Regions from separate parts of the Mus musculus genome. Here region 2 is linked to region 1. A link is a contact called in public Hi-C data. All regions are on one chromosome and are shown on one strand. Each heading gives the region's core, a stretch centred on a gene start, on an enhancer-like site or on the middle of the called end of the contact. The rest is flanking DNA. Distances are from core to core; before and after follow the strand shown. Region 1 has its middle 50 kb from the start of Atp12a. Region 2 holds the start of Atp12a (ATPase, H+/K+ transporting, nongastric, alpha polypeptide).

Region 1 (4,750 bases), core at 1,506-4,005:
TTATAGGAAGAAGGGGAAGAAAAAGACTGGGAAGCTGGGTAGGAAAACCAATTCCCAGTAGTGTACTTACATGGTCTATTTGTCGGTGCAGGAGGGTAGTGTGGGAGGCTACAGGTGGGTTTTAGACTTCTCATTAAGTTGGACCATTTTAGGGAGCTGCAGGGCTAGGGTACCTTAACTCTTTCATGACTTCACACATCCTGCCCAACACTCATTTTAGCTGGAAATGACTCATTTTCTCTGTAGGGATTCCAGGCTCAGAAGAATCTGAGAAGACTTTGCCCTTGGACTGTAAAAGCTTTTAAATTGCAATCGACAACTCAGAATCTTGTTCCGTTGCATTTTTTTGTTGACTCCAGCCTTGTTAAAAAGTCTTAGAAGCTGGGGCCATTGGGCCTCTTCTTTACTCTCAGCTACTCTGGAGGCTCCGCCAGGAGGATGAGCTGAGTTCAAGGCCAGCCTGGGCAAGACGGCCAAAGTCCTTATAGATTAGACTTTGAGATAACTACAGGAAATTCTTAGAAGAGCTATAACCCACTAACTCACAGTGGTTCCTATAATTGTAGTGGAGGTTCTGGAACCTTCCCAGTTCACACTTTATTGGAATGAGAGGTTAAGGGGCCTCACAGGAAGACGATGGATGGATGCCTCATCCTCTGTGCCTAGTGCATACCTCAGTCACACTGAGGATGGACCAGTGATAGAGTTCCCGTGTTGTATGCATGAAGCCATGAATTCCATCCCCTGAGCTGCAAAAGCAAATGAAACCCAAACAACAAGCAAAAAAAATCTCCTAGGCCAGAAGAGATTCACTGAATCCACATTAATTCAACAGAATCATTAAAATCTTGAATTTGGGGGAGATAGGTAGAAAGCGGGTGTTGATATAGGATGCAGGGTCCTGAGGATAGGACAATAACATCTAATATTTTATAGTGCACTTGGGTTGCTATGACTGACAACAATTAATTGTTCATTTTAGTATAGTTAGTGTAGAGGATTTTGAATGTTCTCTTGGGTTACTGAAGGTAAACTAGTTAGTCTATTTGATAAGCCCCAGCCTGAGGGACACAACACAATGAATGTTGATTTCTCATGCGAGGAGGCAGGAGGTAGTAGGAGGGAGGGGATTTCCTCACAGTCCTTCAGGAAGTGTCCAGGGAGGCTCTGCCAGGTGGCCTCACCCGGTATGTCAACACCCTTCCCAGGGAAGCAGGAAGGCAAGAGTGGGGGTAAGCTTGTCACACCAGCCCACATTTGGTGGCCCAAACGCATTCAAATGGCTCCGTCCAGCTGCCAAGGGCTGCGGAATGAGGAAATAGAGTCCCTGGCAGATGCTTCCAGAAGCAGCTGTGCATCCTGGAGGGGAGCAGGGTTTTTTGGTTGCAAGGGCAAGGAGCTGACACCCGGGAGCTGTGAGAATGTTCCCGTTCCTCCAAGGACATTAGTAATGCCCACCTTCCCCAAACAGACTAGGAGCCTAAAGGACATTGGTTTAAACCTCAGGAGATTTCCCCAAATGTAGTTTTCTCCAGCCACTGTTCTGGAGGGGACTCCCAGGGTCTCCTGCTGCCCGGATTCTCTGCCCTGTTGTTTTGTATTCTTGAAGTCCATCCAAGCTCAGCTCCACAGACACAAGAAGACGGTTGAGGATTTGGCAGTTCTCATAAGTCTGTCATTCTTTGAACCTGGTCCTTTTTTTTTTTTTTTAGTTTCTAGGTCAGCGGTTCTCTATCCGTAGGTCGTGCGAGTCCTTTGAGGGTCAAATGACTCTTTCACAGGGGCCCCCTAAGATCATTGGACCACATATTTACATTGCAGTTCATAACAGCAGCAAACCTACAGTTATGAAGCAGTAAAGAAAATAATTTTTGGTTGGGGCTAACCCCAACATGAGGAACTGTATTAAGGGGTTGAAGCACTAGGAAGATTGAGAACCACAGCTCCTAAGCAGCAGTCCACTCTTGCCAGTCCTTGCTTTCAAATGCCACTCTTTCTTCCTTTGTGCGTGTGTGCACGCATGTGTGTGCGCGTGTGTAGGTGCGTGTGTGTATGTGTGTATTTGGCATCTACCTCTCTCAACCTGCTGTGTGAAAAGCTCTGTCACGGATTCACACCCTCCACGTGAACTTTCTCTTCCTTTTTTTTTTTTTTTTTTTTTTTGAGATAGGAGCTCACAGTGAAGCCCCGGATGGCTCAAAATCGTGGTAGTCATTCTGCCTCAGACTCCCATGTGCTGAGATTACAGCCCTGAGCCAACAAAGTGAAGTATTTTTTTCACCTCAAACCTCATTTTTGCGGTGTTCTGGTCTCCACCTAGCAGCCACGTTCAATCCTGCTTAGCCTCCGTGACTGTGAGTGCCATCTGTTGGTAGTGACAGGTAACTGCAGGATTGAGGTTTCTAGAGGAACAAGCTTGACCTGCTGAAGCACTTGCAGGTATCTTTGCTGCTAGAATCCCACCCAGCACAGCACTCAGCTTGTGCTGAGGGCAGTTTCCTGCCTTTGTACACCCAGAATGCCTAGCGAGTGGCACACACTTTCTGGTTATTTGAAATAACCACTAGCCAGGAGGGTTTTTAAAAATATTTTTATTAGATATTTTCTTTATTTACATTTCAAATTTTATCCCCTTTCCTCATTTCCTCCTGAGAATCCCCCTATTCCTTCCCCCTCCCCCTGCTCACTAACCCACCCACTCCCGCTTCCCTGTCCTAGCCAGGAGTTTTATTGACTGAATTTACACACGTGATCTCAGGCTAGCCTTGGCCGCAGTGTGGCCTTGGCCCACAGCCATAGCAGCGGCTTTTCTTAGCGGTCCTAAAAGGCCGTAATGGGGCCGAAGTAGCCCTTAAGCTAGAGATGCCCTGGGTGACCATGCTGTACAGCTTCTGATGCCTGAGATCTCAAACTTGTGGTTCATTTGTTCTATATCAGCACAGCGGCACACTGGTGCACGGTGCAGAGTACTTGTAAGTGACTGCAGTTCTTGTTTATGTGTTTACGAGGCTATTTAGTGTTAATTTAGAGTGTGCTTCTACTTAAAAAAAACAACAACCAAACCAAACCAAACCAAACCAAAACCTTTAAGAAGGGCAAGTGAGATGGCTCTTTTGGTGAAGGCCCACATTGCCAAGTCCGAAGATGTGAGTTTCATTCTCAGGACTCACGTGGTAGAAGGAGAGAGCCAATTTCTGTAAGTTGTTCTCTAACTTGCACACACCAGTCATGGCACACACACACACACACACACACACACACACACACACACACAGAAACAGAATTTAAAATTTTAAAACAAAACGAAAATACCTTAGACTGAACTATGTTGCTCTCTGTGGCAGTCTTCCAATCTCCTATGGTCTATATTCCTTGGCTGCATGGAGGACTAATTTGGACCAGCTTGGTTTGAGTGAATGCAGTTCTAGGATGCTCAAACAATGGTTAATCTGTTCTTAGAGCAGTGTGTTCTGACCTTAAGGGATGTGAGGCCAGATTAGCTACATCTTACAAGGAAAAGACTGGACTTCCTAGAGGTTAAGAGATTAAAACAGACAGATCAGTGGGCAGAAGGAGCTGAGCTCTGGTGCCAAGTTTTTAGACTTTAAGTCTGGGGCACTGCCAGTGTCATAGTCCTGGCTTCAGAGCTGTACCAGAGAAAAAGCAACTAACTTGTCAGATACAGGTGATAATTATGAGTCTCTAAGTGACTTCATTAAACATGGGCTTTAGAGTCAGGTCCCTCCTGTGAAATATGCAAATTAAGTTACATATACAAAAGAGTTGTGAAATAAAGGGATTTTGTTCTTCTGGAGTATGTCTTTTGCTAGTTATTGTTGGTTTGTTTTTTGCTTCTGTTTTAATTAAGCAAACACAGCGAAGCCGGGAGTGGTGCATATGCCCACAGTAGCTGCAGCATTTGAGGCAAGAGGGTCAGAAGTTCAAAGTCAGCCTCAGCGTTAATGAAAGAATTCAAGGCTAGCTCGGGCCCCAAGAAACTCCGTCTCAAAACAAAACAAAACAAAAAAACCCAAAAAACAAAAACAAAAACAAAATACCAGTGTAACATTTTTCTTTTTTCCTTGTTGGGGATGGAACTGGGGAGCCTACATATGCTGGGCAAATGCTCTACACTAAATGTGAGTGATAAATGGGTCTTAAGAACAAGGAGAAACCATATCTGAAATGCATTTGTCCACAGAGTGCTTGACCCCAGTGCCTTCCTTCTTAGCTGTGCTGGGAAATCAGATGACAAGCCTGTTGAGGGATGGTTTGTGCACTATGTTTTCAGCTACTGATTGCTGTACCCAGATATCTGGTTGCAATCCAGACACTGGCATTGTCGTGATTTTTGGAGCACCTAAATCAATGATGTGTAAAGATTGTTTTCCATCACCTCCTACTGGTTAATAAATCACTGATGAGCCAATGGCTGTGCAGGAGAAGAGAATAGGGCAAGACTTCTGGACCCAGTCTGGGGATCCCAAGGGAGGGAGGGAGAGAGAGAGAGAGAGAGAGAGAGAGACAGACAGACAGACAGACAGACAGACAGAGACAGACAGACAGAGAGACAGAGACAGAGAGACAGAGAGACAGAGAGAGACAGAGAGACAGAGAAAGACAGAGAGAGACAGAGAGAGAAGAGGGGAGGAAGAGAAAGAAGGAGGAGGAGAAGGAAGAAAAGAAGAACTAGAAGAAGAAGAGGAGGAGGAGGAAGGAGGAAGAGGAGGAGAAGGAGAAGGAGAAGGAG
Region 2 (4,750 bases), core at 1,551-4,050, 51 kb before region 1:
GCTCTACTTTGCTACAGATATCAAAGTTCAAGGGTATTCAAGCGCCATGTCACAAACTGCAGGACTCTTGTGAGGAGCTTTCGAGAGTGGACGGCAAGGGCAAGAGGCTCTTTTCTTAAAATGAAGCAGGAAAATGGGCTTAGATCATGGGCTTAGATCATTTCTCTATACAGTATTCAAAGTACTTAAAGAAAAAAATTCATATCCTAATTATAGGCAGAGCTGAGCATGGCAGTGCCTGTACATACAGAATGCCTGTAACCTCAGGACTTGGGAGGCCCACAAACAGTATTGAAGTTCAAGGGCAGTGGAGCCACATATCAAGCATCGGTATGAACTTCATAGCAAGACCTCCATCTCCAAACACAATATAGATAAGAAGACATATGTAAAATTAGAAAACTAGCAGGCTTATGGGAGAGTAGATGTATATTCAATTAGCAATCTCAAGGGAAAACGGTGTGTCTCAATCTTAAAGGCCAGAGACACACAGGACGTAATACTTTTTTTGTGTTACCTAGTACTGCTCTTTCCTCAGTTAATCCTATTCACAACCTTAACAGGTAGGCATTGAGTTTTCCCCTCCTTAATCAGGTCTCAGCCCGGAATCGGCCCAGTCTGGGCTTGAACTTGTGACAACTGCTCCCTTAGCCTTCTGAGCGCTGGGGTTAAAGATGTTTGGAAAGAGAAAAGTGAGCGTCAGTCACACTGAGATTTAAACTGACAGTCCAACTTCTGAGCCATCTCCTCAAGTGCCTACCAGGAACCATGCGTTCAGCTGTCTAACAGTTGGCTCTGAAATGTTTAACAATCGCTCCAGGAAAGTTAAACAGCTCGGACTTCTAGCATTTGTTGGTTCCTCATGAGGCTCTCACCGTGCCAAGTTCCCCAGTAGTGAACGATTGGTGACCTAGCCTGAAGGAGCGGTCTGCGTAAATCTGGCAGTAGCCCAACACGCCCCGGGGCTTTGAGGTCTGCCAATGAACCGCAGGGGCGGTCCAGCGAACCGCAGGGGCGATCCAACACAACCCCAAGCTCCCTTTGACCTTCCTGAGAGGATAGCTTGCAGTTCACATCCAGGGTAAGTTGTTCATTAAAGCCATCAGCTTTAGTAACCCAGCGACATAATAATATCACCCTTCCATAAAGAAACTTAACTTCTAAAACATAGCTCATTTCCCCACCCCGCCACAGACTTCGAGCAAACTGTTTCCCATTTTACATAGGGAAAGAAGGGGTGGGGTGGGGGATGGGTGGGGGGAGTGGGGAGAGTGGGGGTTTGGGGAGGGGAGTTTCCATAGTTTGATTGTGCCCAGTTACAGTTCAGTCCTTGAGAAGGGCTTAGATTGAGACTATGATTGTGGAACCCAAGCCAGACATTTCTCCCCTAGAGCAGTTGTTTTTTTTTTTTTTTTCCCAGGAATACATAACACCTCAGATGGTGAATGAGAGGAATGGGCTCTGCCTCTCTGCCTCTGGCGTTTACAGTTAACCTCCTGGTCCTGTCTAGGACTGCCTCCAACCAGAACACAGGAATCTGGCAGCAAGGATAGAGGAGGACACAGGAGAACAGAACCCAACAAGTAAAGTTATCATCATGCTCTAACAGACAGACAAACCAACCAAGCAACAAACAAGGAGATTGGAACCCTTCTAAGATATTCCAAGACGTTGATGCCATTTTTTTTTTTTCCTTTACCAGAGGGAAGTTATAATGGCACATGCTCTGGTGAGGAGGCACCAGACTCTTTTGCCTTCAGGGGACTGACCAGATCAAGTTCTTTCTTCAGCTCCTCCTCCTGACTCTTGTTGGGTTCTGAGTCTTTGTTCTTCCCGCCCTTGAACTTTTTGTCATCTTTCTGGTCTGCCAGCTCGACGTCTTTAGTTCCATTGAGCTCTACAGAATAGATTTCTGTTTTCTGGAAGAGAAGCAGACGTGTAAATATTAGCTCCAGACAGGTTTCCTTGAGGAGGTGCCTAGTTCCTCCCAGAGGGTGGGGGTATCCCTAGAAGAAGAAGAGCGCTAGCCCCTTCATCTCCAGCTGGAGAGGAAGTGGAGGACCCGACTGTGGGAAGTCTCCCTCCTTACCCCCCCCCCCCACACACACACAAAATCCCTTCTCTGTGGAGGCAGAAGCCTCATCTGGTACAGCCCCAGCAGCATCTTTTCAAGGGACCCCTCTCTGGGTCTGGGCAGGCGTGAAAGTTATCATTTTCCCTAGCACCTTGGTCCATGGTTCACACTGCTTCTTAAGGAAGCGGTTTAGTTTCAAATAGGCTCACTGCAAGCGTGCCTTTTCAGACCCTTGCATCCAACAGAACCCAAGTCATCTCCGAATTGGAGCTTGCAGAACAGCTGCTGTGCTTGGCAACTCTGAGGACCCTTCTTGCACAACTATACTAACTTCTATACACTGTCTGCCCAAAAGTTTACCATATATGTTCTTGGCAGCTGGGATTGAGTTCAGTGTTAAGAACTATAACCTCTATTGTCCCAAGACCAAGCATTTCTTTTTCTTTTTCCTGCGCTTCCCGATGGTCGTCTAAGGTCCCCACTAGACCTGGAGATATCACGCACCCGGCGCATACTGTGACTGGTGGTCCAACCCGCTGGCAAATGATGAAAGACACCGGATGCTGGCGTGCTGAGGTGAGCCCGGTAAGTATGAGGACGCGCGTTGCCTTAGCGGCGCGCTGGACTGTGGTTCCTAGAGACAGGTCCGATCTTTCGGTGGCGGCTGCCGCGGCGGTGTGCAGGTCCGGGTCCCTGAGTGGTGACAGCGACGATGTTGGCGTTACAGAGACAAGGCACCAACCCGGACCCAGCACGCACCTCCGCGGCCGACCGCCAGCCGCTGTCCTGGGGAGGTGGAGCGCGCCTTAAATGCCGCGCGCTCCGCCCACGTACCTGGGGCGACGCAGCTCACTGCACTGGGGACGCCCCTGGGGTAGGAAACCCGAGGACACGCAAGCCTGGGTGGGGTAGGATTGGTGGCCAGGGATCTGAGGATCTTAGGTGGGGACTCCTCTTGATACCTGGCTGGAGGACGCGGGGTCTGCCTTAGGGCGGGTCTGGAGACCAGGTCCAGCCGGTTGCGCAACAACAGTGGCACGCGCCAGGTGCGTGCAGCCCCCGTGCAAGCGCCACTGCCTTTCTGTCAGTCGGACCCCGGATTCCTGCAAGCCCTGGGCTCATCCACGCCCTATGGAGCTTTTATGAAAATCCACACCCACTTTCTTTTAAAACTGCAGTTTCCTTACCAATAAAGGAATTTATTTTAAAAATGTGTAAATGAGGGTGGGGCGGGGAATCTATCTAAGGTGACTGAACAATAAATACCAATTTTAGAGTGCATTTGCTTAGATAAGTGAGACTCCGGAGCAGTCTGGGCCAACCGCCAAAGACTTTATTGAGTAGCTGAATTACTTTGTAAAGATCCAGAAAAGAAATAAAAATCTGGAGTTTTGAAACAATATTGGAAGTAGAGAGGATAAGGGGACCTGGGGGTGGTGGTTAGATCAGAGCTCCAAGGAGGAGCAGGCTGAAGGTTTTCAGAGCCAGGGTTTGGGTAGGACTTTGACGACACAGATGGATAGCTCTGTTCTCCAAAATACTGCTCACCATCGCTTCTGCCTTTACTACCTCCTGCCTGTCCTCCCCTTTTCCTGCAATCAGAAAGGGCAAAGTTGGAAATCTAGGGTTTTCCTACTGTGGACCAGGAACAAAACAATGAGTCCAACGTCTTCACTCCACAGATTCTTTAGACTTGGAGGGGATGTTGTGTTGCAACACAGACTGGAGCCACAGTGCTCCAGACCTGTGTATTGTCTTCCCTGCTTCCTCCAGGGGAGAATGTGGGGTCTGAGGGGTGGTGCTGCAGGCGACTTTTATTTATTTACCAGCTGTTCTGGCCAGCCCTTAACTCAGGGACAACATAGGCTGGAGAAGTAAGTCCCAGAGAGATGTTCCTGGGTCACGGTCATTATGGGGTTTCAAGAGCAGACCCAGAATGCAAAGTGCAGGCAGGGCCTTAAAAATAGAATTTAGAATATTTAGAAGGTTGTATCTGTCTGCGTCAAGTGTAGGGTAGGATAACATTAAACTTGACAACGGTTTCAGTCAGGTTCTTTGGTACCTCCTGGGTTTTACAGAGGTGAGGTCCTGCTTAGGTGCTGGGTCCTGCACTGTTCCTGACTTCTGCCAGGGACAGTCTTGGTTCCTGCTGCTGCTGGAACCAAGTTCCTGCTGTTGCTGCTGCCTTGGCCTTGGAGGCAGTTCCTGGTGTCATGTGATATCTGGAAGTCTCTATTTCTACCAAAAGGAGGGAGGGCATAATGCTTCTAGTCCCCTCTCCGTTGTGAGGAGAGCAGTCCTCAGATAACTGTGACACAATCACCTTACCTATAGACCCAGGTGTTGGATTTCCCCTTAGGCATAAATTCCTCTTGCTTTGGCTGGAGGAATATCCATGGTATTCTGGGCAGAGGAGCTCTGAGAACCCTAGTTCCGATGGCCTCTTGCTGACAGTCTGTTTTTAAAGGATTGTGAGCTGTCCAGCTTCATCTTCTCAGCCCACAGATGCTTACAAGAGCTTCTATTTGAGTCTGGTTTCCTGTCTTTAAAAAGAATCCCACCTATGCTGAGGGCCTCTTCTGTCACCGATCTCACTGACAAATAATGTGACAGACTACCACAAGATATATACGTGTTCCTAGCTTGCTCTTCTTAATCCACACATTCAATATCTTG

Evidence for each region. Hi-C and Micro-C count contacts between places; a contact is called where the count stands out from the background.
Region 2: a Hi-C map of uterus shows a contact between it and region 1, with 7 times the contacts expected there. The contact joins the promoter of Atp12a here to the enhancer-like site in region 1. A contact is called at or near these places in 2 of 39 promoter capture datasets (liver and stem cell-derived epiblast-like cells), 2 of 15 datasets of contacts at CTCF or cohesin (CD8 T cells and stem cell-derived epiblast-like cells), 30 of 484 Hi-C or Micro-C datasets (CD4 T cells, the G1E-ER4 cell line, Th1 cells and 14 more) and 6 of 115 datasets of contacts at active chromatin or transcription factors (CD8 T cells, astrocytes, cardiomyocytes and 2 more).

The regions. Positions count from the first base shown.
Region 1 is chr14:56,312,211-56,316,960 of GRCm38.p6, reverse strand. No RefSeq gene overlaps it. Among named protein-coding and RNA genes, the nearest start is that of Atp12a, 50 kb to the left of the region's middle. Within about 2 kb of position 2,755, at least 15 of the 459 cell types and tissues checked have an H3K27ac peak or open chromatin away from gene starts, as enhancers often do. A contact at or near this core is called in uterus, where this site is marked.
Region 2 is chr14:56,363,118-56,367,867 of GRCm38.p6, reverse strand. It overlaps Atp12a (ATPase, H+/K+ transporting, nongastric, alpha polypeptide), which reads right to left and starts at 2,800. Exons shown (of 23, transcript NM_138652.2): 1 at 2,579-2,800; 2 at 1,770-1,919. The coding sequence starts at 2,587.